2 separate regions of the Sus scrofa genome follow, and region 1 is linked to region 2. A link is a contact called in public Hi-C data. All regions are on one chromosome and are shown on one strand. Each heading gives the region's core, a stretch centred on a gene start, on an enhancer-like site or on the middle of the called end of the contact. The rest is flanking DNA. Distances are from core to core; before and after follow the strand shown. Region 1 has its middle 15 kb from the start of TRNAE-UUC. Region 2 overlaps ERGIC1 (endoplasmic reticulum-Golgi intermediate compartment protein 1).

Region 1 (6,212 bases), core at 1,296-3,795, 150 kb before region 2:
CAAGTTCCAAGGCCAAGCTTTACTTATTTCTGTGTCTCTCTGAGGACCCGGCACATAGCACATGCTTGATAAATGTTTATGAATGAACAAATGAGTATCTTTAGTTAAAATGTTGTTGTTGTTGTTTTAGGGGTGGCTTTGGCAGCATGCAGAAGTTCCTGGACCAGGAATCAAACCTGAGCCACAGCAGTGACAAGGCAAGATCCTTAACCTACTAAGCTACCAGGGAACTCCCTGAATATCTTCTTTTAAAAAAAAGAAAAGATAGACATGAAAACTCTATGCATATGAGGAACTGATGTCAGAATGTGTCTGACAAGTTAATAAAATATAGAAGGTATAATATCCTCAGACAGGAGCCCTACAGGGCAGTTTCAACACCGTGTCCCCAGCTGAGTGCTCTTATCTTTCTGGGCTGCTTATGGACCCTGTGTCTCGTCCACCAGGCAGGAGGTGCAGGTGGACCGAGGTTGTCTTTGTTCATCTCTGAACGCAAGGTGCCCGCACCATTCAGGCTGTCCTCAGAACAGTGGAAACAGGTCAACAGTCAGAAAAAGGCAGCCGGCAAGACACTCTTTACTCCGGTAAAGGTGGGTCCTCCGTTTCAGACAAAAAGGAGCAGGCGTGTCCCAGGACGGGTCCTGAAAGGCAGACCAAGCTCCGCCCGAAGATGCTTTCTCTTCCCACTGTCCCTTCTGCCCGAGACACAAGAGGAACCCACAGCAAGAATTTAGGGGAAGCATCACCGGCTCGAAAAGGAAACACCCAAAATGAAAGGGGGCAGAAAGCGTCCTGTTTCCCTCCCTGGGGCACCGTGCTGTGCACCTGTCTGTTTTCCCTTCTCAACCGAGGTCCTCACACACGGGGTAGGACCTTCACCTTTTTCCAAGAAACAGCTGACTAAAATCAAATGACACGGAACGAACCGCCACGCGCCACCATATTAACTGAATGAATGAATGGACAGAGACCTATTTTTGCCACAGTTCCACCCCTGGGCCTTTTCAAGTAAGCATTTGGGCAGTCTTTCAAAAATATTCACTGAGTGTCTAGTAAGTGCCAGGCACAGCCGTAGTCCCCATGCTCATCAAGGTCACTTGTTCTGTCACAGCCACAAGTGATATTTTTATTTATTTATTTATTTATTTATTTTATTTATTTTTGCCCTTTCTTGGGCCGTTCCTGTGGCATATGGAGGTTCCCAGGCTAGGGGTCGAATCAGAGCTGTAGCCTCTGGCCTACACCAGAGCCACGGCAACACGGGATCTGAGCCGCATCTGCGACCTACACCACAGCTCACGGCAATGCCGGATCCTTAACCCACTGAGTGAGGCCAGGGATCGAACCCGCAACCTCATGGTTCCTAGTCGGATTCATTAACCACTGAGCCACGATGGGAACTCCACGAGAGATATTTTAAATCCACACTTGTTATACATGTTTTGACTTGAGGGATTTTTTTTTTTTTTCCTCTTAGAAGAAAGTAAAGTCTGCTCCTGGATAGATGGGAAATGAAAACGTATGTCCACACAAAACTGGTTGGATGAGCAAGGCAGCATTATTCGTAATACCCCCCAAATGGAAGTAACCCAAATGTCCATAAACCAAGGAATGACTACATAAAATGTAGTTTGTTAGCACAATGGAACATTATTTGGCCACAGAAAGCAAGGAAGCACTGATCCATCCTGATGTGATCTTGGGAAACCTATGATACATCAAAGAAGCCAGTCACAGAAGATCCCACATAACATGCTTCCATTGAAATTAAGTATCTGGAGAGATAAATCCATAGAAACAGAAGATAGATTTGTGCTTGCCTAGTGCGGGGCAGAGGAGGGCTGCCAGTGGGTAGGGGTTCTTTTTGGGGGGTCATGAAAATGTTCTGGAACAGACCGTAGTGATGGAGGAACAATTCAGAATATACTGAAAACGGCCGAATCGTACATTTTAAATGAGCAAATGATATGGCATGTGAATTACATTTCTCTTTTTCTTTTTTTTTTTGGCCCCTCCGTGGCATGCGGACGTTTCCAGGCCAGAGATCAAACCCGCACCACGGCGGTGACAACACCCAGTCCCCAACCTGCTGTGCCACCAGGGAACTCTGTGAATTATATTTCAATAAAGCGATTATACAACCACGAAGAAAGAAACCAGAGAATTTCCCCTTTCAAGCAAGCAGAGTCTTGGAAGTGAATTTCACATACAGAGCGATCTGCTTCTGTTTATGAGTGGAATTTTTCTTTTTCAACAACTTTGAGCTCATGCTCAAGGCAACTCTTCTCAAGGTCTGTGCTGGGAAGCCCTCCCCCCTTCACTGCCACTGCCTCTCCCAGGCCAGGCAACCCTATCTGCCGCCCTTAACCTAGTTCATTCCACAGCCCCCAGCCTCCCTCCGCACCCCCCACCCCCGTCGTGCCCACACTGCTCAGCTGCCGCCAGCTCCCAAATGCCAGAGCTGCCACCTGGGGCCCTGGAGACGCAGGGGCCCGCAGTGTTGTGATGTGTTTGGATGGGGAGTGCGTTTGGTGCCAGCGTTACCAGGCTCCGAGGGTGACTAATTCCATCTGCATTTTTGGTTTCAGCTGCCTGGACTGTTCATCTGGAGGCCCTCAAACCTCTCAGCTGTTTCTGGAGAAGTCTGCTTCCCAGCTGTGGAGGCACAAGCTTAATTAAACCCATCCTCCAGCCCCCTCGGGCATCATATGTGCTGAACCAGTATTTCCTGAGCATCTACTATGTGCCAGACACCAATCTGGGGACACAGCAGTGACCAGACAGAGTTCTCGCCGCACTGGAGCAACCAAAACATACAGTGTGTTTTTAAAAGAAAAATATCTAGAGAGTGTTAGAAGTACTGTTCAGATGGATGAAAGAGCGTGAGGTGATTGTGAGACCTTAAAAGAGCTCCTTCTCAGTGTAGAGGGCAGAGGGGGAGCCACTGCTCTGGGGAGGTGGCTGAGAAAGGGGCCTCTGTGGGGAAACTTAGAAAAAGAATGGTCAGAATTCCCACTGTGGCTCAGCGGGTTAAGAACCCAACCAGAATCCATGAGGTTGCGGGTTCCATCCCTGGCCTCGCTCAGTGGGTTAAGGATCCGGCGTTGCCATGAGCTGCCATGTAGGTCGCAGCTGTGGCTCAGATCCCGCTTTGCTGTGGCTGTGGCTGTGGCATAGGCCAAAGGTTACAGCTCTGATTCTACCCCTAGCCCGGAACTTCCATATGCCCGGGGTGCGGCCCTAAAAAGACAACACACACACACACACACACACACACACACACACACACACACACACACACACACACACAGAGAAAGGGAAATGGTCTGAGCAGAAGAAATAGCATATGTGCAAAGGCTCTGAAGCAGTAATGGCAGCGAGGCCACTGTGATGCCACCTCACAGCCAGTGAGGAAGAAGAGAAACTAAGTTGGGACAGGCTAGGTTACGTAGAGGCTTCTCTGCCTTGGGGAAAAGTTCTTTTCTTTTTTCTTTTTCTCCCCCCCGCCCCTTTCTTTTTGCCACCTCCTACAGCATGCAAGAGTTCTGGGGCCTGGGATTGAACCCACACCACAGTGGTGACCCAAGCCACAGCAGTGACAATGCTGTATCCTTAACCCATGGAGCTGCCAAAGAACTCCCAGAGTTTCCTTTCTCTAAAATGCACTGGGAAGCCAGGAGGGGTTCACGAGAGAGGAGCAGGATGCAGCTTACATTTGCAAAGGTCACTCTGGCTGCGGAGGAGAGAAAGGGAGGAGACAGGTGGCGGTATGGAGAAAGCTGGGGCCAGGACAGCCTCAGTCCCTTAAGGATCAGCTCCCTCTGCCCCCACCTCTTCCACTGTCTCCAGCAGGCCTGGGCAAGTGATCCCCCCCTCATTCTAGTATCACTGTAGTTTTTTTTGCTATATCTTGACTGTTTTTACTTGAAATTTTCCTTTAAATCAATTGCTATATTTCCTCCTTATTTTACAAAAGGAAAGTATATCACAGTCAAAGGTCATGACTTGAGTACACGACTTACATTTTTTCCTGATACGCATTAACATAAACACACAGCTATTAAAGGTTTTTAAATGAAAGAATGAATATAAGTTCCTGTCGTGGCGCAGTGGTTAACGAATCCGACTAGGAACCATGAGGTTGCAGGTTCGATCCCTGGCCTTGCTCAGCGGGTTAAAGATCCGGCATTGCTGTGAGCTGTGGTGTAGGTCACAGATGCGGCTCTGATCCTGCATTGCTGTGGCTCCGGCGGAGGCCGGCGGTTACAGCTCCAATTAGACCCCTAATCTGGGAACCTCCATATGCTGCAGGTACAGCCCTAAAAAGCTAAATAAATAAAAATTTTAAACTTGTTGCAATTCTCACTTAAAAAATTTAAAAAATGAAAAAAAAGACTAAAGATGAATAGTGAAATTATAAGAATAAGGGTTTATCAGGAACCTATGCATATGATACACGAGTTTTTTTCCTAAAACACATTAAAATAAAGCATATAAAATTTTGGGTTGTTTGTTCTAGTTCTGCGAAAAATGTCATGGGTAATTTGATAGGATTGCACTGAATCTGTAGATCGCTTTGGTAGTATGGCCATTTTTACAATATTAATTTTCCGGCCCAGGAGCATTGCATATCTTTCCATGTCTTTGTATCTTCTTTGATTTCCTTGATTAATGTATTGTAGTTCTCAGCGTATTAGTCTTTCACCTCCTTGGCCAGGTTTTTTCCCAGGTATTTGATGTTTTGGGGTACAATTTTAAAAGGTATTATATTTTTGTATTCCTTTTCTAATATTTCATTGTTGTATACAAAAATGCAACAGACTTCTGAATGTTAATCTTACATCCTGCTAGTTTGCTGAATTTGTTGATCAGTTCAAGTAATTTTGGGGTTGAATCCTTGGGGTTTTCTATATATAGTATCATGTCATCTGCATACAGTGACAGTTTTACCTCTTCTCTTCCTATTTGGATGCCTTTTATTTCTTTTGTTCGTCCGTTGGCTGTGGCTAGGACTTCCAATACTATGTTGAATAATAGTGGTGAGAGTGGGCATTCTTGTCTTGTTCCAGATTTTAGTGGGAAGGCTTTCAGCTTTTCTCTGTTCAGTATTGTATTTGCTGTGGGTTTGTCATAAATGGCTTTTATTGTGTTAAGGTATGTTCACTTTATACCCACTTTGGTAAGAACTTTTATCATGAATGGATATTGGACTTTGTCAAATGCTTTTTCTGCATCTATTGAGATGATCTTGTGGTTTCTGACTTTTCTTTTGTTAATGTGGTGTATGATGTTGATTGATTTGCATATGTTGAACTATCCTTGTGCACCTGGGATGAATCCTACCTGGTTGTCGTGTATGATCTTTTTTATATGTTGTTGGATTCGGTTGGCTAAAATTTTGTCAAGAATTTTTTTGTGTCTATATTCATCAAAGATACTGGCCTATAGTTTTCTTTTTTTGGTGGTATCTTTGTCTGGTTTTGGAATTAGGGTGATGGTGGCGTCATAGAAATTTTATATGGAACCACAAAAGACCCAGAATTGCCAAAGCAATTCTGAGGGAAAAAAACCAAGCAGGAGGCATAACTCTCCCCGACTTCAAGCAATATTACAAAGCCACAGTCATCAAAACAGTGTGACTGGTACCAAAACAGACACGCATATCAATGGAACAGCATAGAGAACCCAGAAATAAACCCAAACACCTAAGTCAATTAATCTTTAACAAAGGAGGCAAGAACATAAAATGGTAAAGGACAGTCTTTTCAGCAAGTATTGCTGGGAAACCTGGACAGCTGCATGCAAATCAGTGAGACTAGAATACACCCTCACATCATGCACAAAAATAAACTCCAAATGGCTTAAAGACTTAAATATAAGACAAGACACCATCAAACTCCTGGAAGAGAACACAGGCAAAACATTCTCGGACATCAACCTTACAAATGTTTTCTCAGGTCAGTCTCCCAAAGCAACAGAAATAAAAGCAAAAATAAACCAATGAGACCTAATCAAATGGACAAGTTTTGCACAGCAAAGGAAACCAAAAAGAAAATCAAAAGACAACTTACAGAATGGGAGAAAATAGTGTCAAATGATGCAACTGACAAGGGCTTAATTTCTAAAATATACAAACTTATACAACTCAACAGCAAAAAAGCCAACAACCCAACGGAAAAATGGGCAAGAGACCTGAATAGACATTTCTCCAA
Region 2 (6,535 bases), core at 824-3,323:
AGTAACATTTAAAAAGGGTTCAAATGGAAGCTGGGAATACAGAGTAAAGTGTGACCAGCTCCACTTCTGAGGGTTGGGAGGAGTTTCCCACCAGAAGGGACATTTGCGTTGGGCTCCTACCTGGGAGGATGAGTAGGAGTTCACCAGGCAGAGAGGATGACCAAGGAGGAGGAAGGACAATGGGGAAGGACATTCCAGATAGAGGAACCACATATTTAGGGAACAGCACGTGGCGTGGGGTAGCTGGGTGGTTAGATGTTGGGGGAGTGTCAGGAGATGGGGCTGGTGGTGAGTTGGGGGCCAGCCTTGGGGCACTTGTTATGTCCTGTCCCAGGGAATGACTCCAAGGTCACAAACTCCGGCGTCATCAGGGGCCAGGCAGGTGAGGTAAATACAAGTGACGTGGGCCCACCGGGAACGCCTTTCGTCCTCTGCATTTTGCACTTCCGGGACCATCCTTCTCTCCCATGAAGCGCTGCCTCTTCTCTTAAAGCATAGCACTGGGTGGCCTCATTGTCCTGCCTCTGATGGGAACAGCGGCACAACATCGATGGTACCACAGCGGGTGGTGATAGATGCTCCGCCTCAGCAGATGCAGGGCAGCAAGAGGGAGTGGTGGGGCCTGTGGCAAACTGGTGAGCTCATACCTCCTACGGGAACAAGGGCTCAAGTGTTCTGGAGCAGCCGGAAATCTGGACTGCTATGTGATATCTCCGGATTGTTCAATGTCGACTCCAAATTTTAATTTTATTTATTAATTTATTTTTTGCTTTTTGGCCGCCCCACGGCATATGGAGTTCCTGGGCCAGGGATCAGATCCAAGCCACAGTTGCAACCTAGTGTGGAAAGTAACATAATGTCTTTTCTATCAAAGGAAGTCTTGGTGACTCCAAGCGGCTCTAGTTTCACTGAAACGCCTTCCTGCGACCCCCCCCCCCACTTTCCCTCTTCTCCCAGTAACAATTCGTTTCACATTAGCCCACCGAGAAGAATGTGTGCCCTGACCTGACCCATGGGAAGGGGACAGGTACATCGCCTGCGTTAGGGACAAATAGGGAGGGTCTTTTCTTCTTTGCACGGCGCTCTTTGAGCACCCGCGCCCTTCTGCAGAAGGAAAGAGCCGTGTCGAGATCTCCCCGTGTTCATGTGTCTCATTTTCCGACACTGACGATCTGAGCCATGTCCCCAACACTAGGCCGTAGCTGCAGCAATGCCAGATCCTTAACCCACTGTGCCAGGCTGGGGATCAAACCTGCATCCCAGGGCTCCCAAGACTCTGCCCATCCCATTGCACCACAGCGGGAACTTCCAGATTTTAAAATATGTGTCACTCGAGCCAAACAGAATACATCTGTGGGCCACCGATGTGCAGCCCTTGGTTTTTGACTGATGTCTGCATTAAAATGCCCTTGTGGAAGGAAGTCGGACTGGCCCCTTGCGGGGTCTGCCTGTGTGGGGGTCACTGTACATGGGTGGGTCGGAGGGAGGTCAGATCCATTCCCAAGGTGGTTGACTTTTATGGGAGTGGGGAAGCTTCCTATCAAGGCCAAGAATAAGGGGCTTTGCAGGGTCTGGGCCTCTGTCCCCTTCCCTGTAAGCAGCTTTCCTTGGGGGGGGGGGGGCTCCCTCCTCCATCAGTGCCCCCCCCCCTTAACTGTGCGTCTGCCTTCTTTCTTCCAGTCTCCATCTGCTGCTGCCTCTTCATCTTCTTCCTCTTCCTCTCAGAGCTTACCGGATTCATAACAACAGAAATGTAAGTCACATCCCCCCCACCCCCCTCCCCAAGGGGCGTTCCAGAACTTTCGGTGGGGGAGGGGGACTGGCAGATGAGAAGGGGAAAGGGGCTTTACAAGGGAGAGACACCTCTAAACCTTCCATCTGGCGTTTCCAAGCCTGTGGCATCAGCCACTCCTCTGTTTCTTAAAAGGGTTTTAAAGCCGAGAGCCAAACCCAAGGTTGCTTTGTTAAAGCTGAAGAGAAAACGCTGGTTCCCTTCTGGGGTCGAGGAAGCTCCTGTTTGCCGTCCCTGTGTTTGGCCAGTGGGCTTTTTTCCCTCTGAGTCATCCCAGGCTCGTTTGATGTTCGAGCTGGAAGAATTCAGAGAAGGAAGACAGGCAGCTCTCCACCCGAGAGGGGGTGAGGTTCTGACATCAGAGCCGGGCCCCCACCACCAAGCCCCCTTCCCTGTCCCCAGGCCCACACTGGGTGAGGAATCAGTGCGGGCTTCCTGGCAGCGACTGACGCATGGTGAATCCATCCCCGATTCCTAGAATCAGCCGTTGTTCAGATAACCTAGTAAATGCTCGGGGCCTGTGTAACCCCGAATGCCTTTGGAATTATTCAGTTACGGCCTCATCGGATGCCCCTCTGAGATGAATTAAACCCAGAAGCTTCCTGCCTTCACCTCTGGCTTCCAAGCCTCTTCATTTCCATGTTTACAACCCAGAAAGCCCTCAGGGGCCTCTGGCTGCCCACTCCCCTGTCCAGCACTGGAATTTTCTTTTTCACTTACGGAATTTCTTGGTTTCCTTTGCCTCCCTCTCAGCCATCAGACGATAGGACCCTGAAGACAGAGCTGAGCGCCCAAGAGGGTCTCTGTTGCCCTATAACCACGACCCGCTTTAACCCCTCGGCTGGTCCTGGGAGGTTGTCGCCCCCTCTTTAGAGATGAGGAAACTGAGGCTCAGAGGGGTGAAGGGACCTGGCCCTGACCTGCTCCCACAGGAGAATCAGTCTGGGCCCCTCCACCCCTACCCCAGCTCTTTTCTGAACAGCACCCTGCCCTCCTTTGGTTGGGGGGGGGGGGTCAGGAGGGGGTGGATTTGTCTTCTCTGTTCCTCGGAGCGGGTTTTTAACCCTGATGGCACCCGTGCCCCAAGACGCCCTATGGAGTGGTGGAAGGAGGACTGGACAAGGCCTTGGGAAACCCAGGGCCAGGGCTCTGCTCAGTTACCACCTGCTCTGTGACCCTGGGCAGGTTGCCAAACCTCTCTGGGGCCCAGTATTGCTGGCCAAACAGGGGAGGGTGCGCCAGAGATAAGGCTCCTTTCCACATCTGGGGAGGCTTGTCGGCTTCCCAAGACACGACTCCTTGACCAGGCAGGGGTCAGAGAAGGATTTTGTTTCCCTGGGAATTGACTCTGTCTTGGAATTGACTCTGTCCCGGTCAAGTGTCTTCCTGTCTTTGCACATTTGGGCCACTGGACCTCTCAGGGGTCATCCCATTGTGATTTGGAGGTGAAAGCAGAGAGAGCAGCCAGAGATTGAGGCCTGCTTGTGCCAGGCACCTGCTGTATGCCACACCCCGTTCCTGGGAAAGGGGGCTGCAGTGCAGGCCTCCCATGTTCTGAGCAAGGTGACAGGGGGTACCCATGTGACAGCAACAAGGAGGGAGCCCTGACTGTGTCTCAGGTACCAGGTGCAAGGCTTTATATATCTCAGGCAGTGACATTAGCAAGTGCAAAGGTCCTGAGGCAGGAATTACCTGGTCTATGGGAAGAGCAGATAGAGAGCTGGTGTGTCTAAAGCAGAGCGAGCAGGCAGAGAAGAATCTGGAGACCGTGCAGGAGGTGGACCAAGTCAGGCTGGGCCCTGTACACTGCCCTGTATTGATGGGAATCAGCCTTGGTCCTGAGCCCCCAAAAGTCAGGGGCCAGGTCTGCCTGTTCACCGCCTGTGGCTCCCTGCTTAGAGAAAATGCAGGTGGGGGACACAGATCATCAACATTGAATAAAAAGGAATGTATCAGTTAGGGATAAAGGCTCTGAAGAGAAAACAAAGCAGGATCGGAGATGGGGAAGGTGTGTCCTATTTCATAAGGCTTTATTTCACAAGGTGATTTACCTGAAATGTACTTAACGTAGTGCCTGATAGACTGAAAATTTCTTTTGTTAGAGTTGAGTTGATGTGCGGTGTGTATCAATTTATGCTGTACAGCATCGCGACCCCGCCATACACTTAGATATATACACACACGTATATGGATGTCCACACTTTCTCCCATAGCATCTTCCGTCCTGTTCTACCCCGAGATCGGACGCAGCTCCCTGTGCTGGGCAGTAGGGACCCCGTTGCTCATCCATATCCTTTCAGGCATTTATTCATTTCACACCTCGTCCCCATCTCACAGGAGAAAGGCGCGGAGGCCGCTCAGCCCCTGGCATGTCATGAGGTCCCTGTGAATGTTCATTTCCTTGTCCCTGCCCTCGAGTTAAGAAGGGGCCTCCCCTGTGTCCTGCCACCATTCGGAGGGGCAGTATGTTCAGCCGAGGTCAGCTGAACACACTGAGGTGCTGAGGCAGCGCCCCAAGAGCTACGTTTTGATGTCACAGCTGGTGACTGCAGCCGCCCTGTGCAGGGCCCTTGAGCAAGCTCATTCCACGGACCAGGGCAGGGCTGCCCCTTTCCCAGGAGCACAGTGTGTGCCCGCTGCCCCGCCTGCTCCCCTCCTCCAGGACTTCCTCTTCCTGGCTCTTGGGGGCATTCTGGACAGTCTGGTCCCACCACATCCCTGGAGAGGAAGAAAGATGAGGGGCCTTTCATTGAGCGTTTGCCTTGTGTCCGGCCCCCGGCACTGACAGCGCAGGGGAGAGGGGGTGAAAAGAGACACCTGTCTGGGCCGCAGGCTCCATCCGTGATGCTACCGGGACCCTGATGCCTTCTTGGTCTCCACGGCCTCTTGAGCAAGATGCAGGGGTTGCCAAAGGCAGTCCTCGGGGGTGAGGACTCCGCAGAACAATCCAGGCAGAAAAGGTTGTGCCTGGGAGTTTGGTCCTCAACCAGAAGCTTCTCTGACCCTTGGGAAGCCCTGCTGATCCCGGAAGGACTGCGGGTCACAATTCTTTTCCTTTTCTGGGTGGCTGGCCCTCCCTGGCAGTTTTGTGACCACAGTGGGTCACGGCCCCCCACCCCCCCAACCCGCCATGAGATTGTAACCCAAGGAAATGAGGTCACTGCTGGTTGGATCAACATCTCTCCAGCCCTGGCCTGTGGTTATCAGTGACCTAAGAGGCTATTCTGGCCTGGCCGGGCGGGCAAGGGAGGCCTGTTTGTTTGGGTGGTTGGACTTCAACCTGGCTGTTGACTATCCTTGGGAAAGTGGCCCCGCAGGCTGCCCTGATGCTCCACGTTTCCAGGGGAGTGGCACCTCCCTCCTCAGAGAATGTGGCCGCAGAACATTCCAGCCTTTGACTGCCCAGTCTCTGTCTGCTCTTAATTATTAACCTGATGAGGATTTATAAGAAGATGTAGTCGCTAGAACTCTCCGTTGATAATTTATAGCTTAATACAGCTCATCGTACTTTTCAGTTATGGTTTATAAGAGGCGACCCTGTGCCTACCACCTACGTTCGCACTTTACAATCCTCGTCTCATTTTATGGTCACAAAACCCCTTGCACCAAGGCCTGCTGTTAGCATTAGTCTCACTCGACAGCTGGGGAAATGGAGGCACCAGGAGGCTAAAACCACGATGAGGTTATTAGTGAGAGTCAAACCCAGTCCTGTGATGCCAAAGCCTAGACTCGGTACCCAGGCCTCTGCATCCCACCCTTTTCTTTCTTCTTTTCTTTTTTTTTTTTGGTGGAGGGGGACGCGCCCATGTCATATGGAAGTTCCCAGGCTATGGGTCAAATCGGAGCTGTAGCTGCCGGCCTACACCACAGCCATAGCAACACAGGATCTGAGCCACATCTGCAACCTACACCACAGCTCACAGCAACGCCGGATCCTTAACCCACTGAGCCAGGCCGGGGATTAGACTTGTGTCCTCATGGATGCTAGTCAGATTCGTTTCCACTGAGCCACACCGTGAACTCCCCACCCTTTTCTACCCAGAGCACTTTGAAGCCCAGGGACATGGGAGCTGCTGCCTTTTGTTCAGAAGACCTGAAGGCCTGGATACACCCTTCCTGGGGGAGGTGGCCAAGCAGACAGGAAGCCATTGGCCACCGAGTTGGAACTTGGACATCACCTTGAACTGTGTCCTCACATCTCTGGTAGCTGGCCCAGAGTGGGGAGGCCAGTAGCTTGGCCAGGAGGAGGAGCTGGATGGCTCCCTGGGAGCCCAGGTTACCAACTCTGAGGCCGGATTGTGAGCCAGGGCCAGGAAGAGAGCCGTCATGTCACATGGAGGTGCCATGGGAGGCCTGAAGGCTTCTGAGCATAGAGTGATAGGATCGGGTTCATGCCTCAGAAGATCACCTCTTGCAAAGATGGGTTTTGGGTGGGGTGACCCTGGAGGCCAAGGCCTGGACAGGGAGCTGGGCAGCGACCCTAGGCAGAGGGGCTGAGGGTCCTGGAGTGAGGGCTGTGGAGAAAGGGGTGGGGGCAGCAAGGAGTTGGGTTCGGGACATCCTGCTGGTGGGGAACAGGTGCTTGCTTACACCTGGAATGGTCCCCAGCACTCACTTGCATAACCTTGCCTTCCGCTCCCACCCCAGGCCCTTCCTGCCAGCCTTGCTGCTGTGTAAGTTTCCATTAAATCAGATTATTAAGCATAGAGGTCAGCGACTTTGGGCAGGAATCTGAACTATTCA

Evidence for each region. A called contact is a pair of places that touch in the nucleus more often than the background predicts.
Region 1: a Hi-C map of embryonic fibroblasts shows a contact between it and region 2, with 5 times the contacts expected there. The contact joins two enhancer-like sites. A contact is called at or near these places in 4 of 47 Hi-C or Micro-C datasets (blood, embryonic fibroblasts, mesenchymal stem cells and 1 more) and 2 of 2 datasets of contacts at active chromatin or transcription factors (alveolar macrophages and skeletal muscle).

The regions. Positions count from the first base shown.
Region 1 is chr16:51,488,069-51,494,280 of Sscrofa11.1, reverse strand. No RefSeq gene overlaps it. Among named protein-coding and RNA genes, the nearest start is that of TRNAE-UUC, 15 kb to the right of the region's middle. Within about 2 kb of position 2,545, at least 24 of the 83 cell types and tissues checked have an H3K27ac peak or open chromatin away from gene starts, as enhancers often do. A contact at or near this core is called in embryonic fibroblasts, where this site is marked.
Region 2 is chr16:51,335,894-51,342,428 of Sscrofa11.1, reverse strand. ERGIC1 (endoplasmic reticulum-Golgi intermediate compartment protein 1) reads left to right here. Exons shown (of 10, transcript XM_003134052.6): 3 at 1,681-1,753. Among named protein-coding and RNA genes, the nearest start is that of RPL26L1, 62 kb to the right of the region's middle. Within about 2 kb of position 2,073, at least 26 of the 83 cell types and tissues checked have an H3K27ac peak or open chromatin away from gene starts, as enhancers often do. A contact at or near this core is called in embryonic fibroblasts, where this site is marked.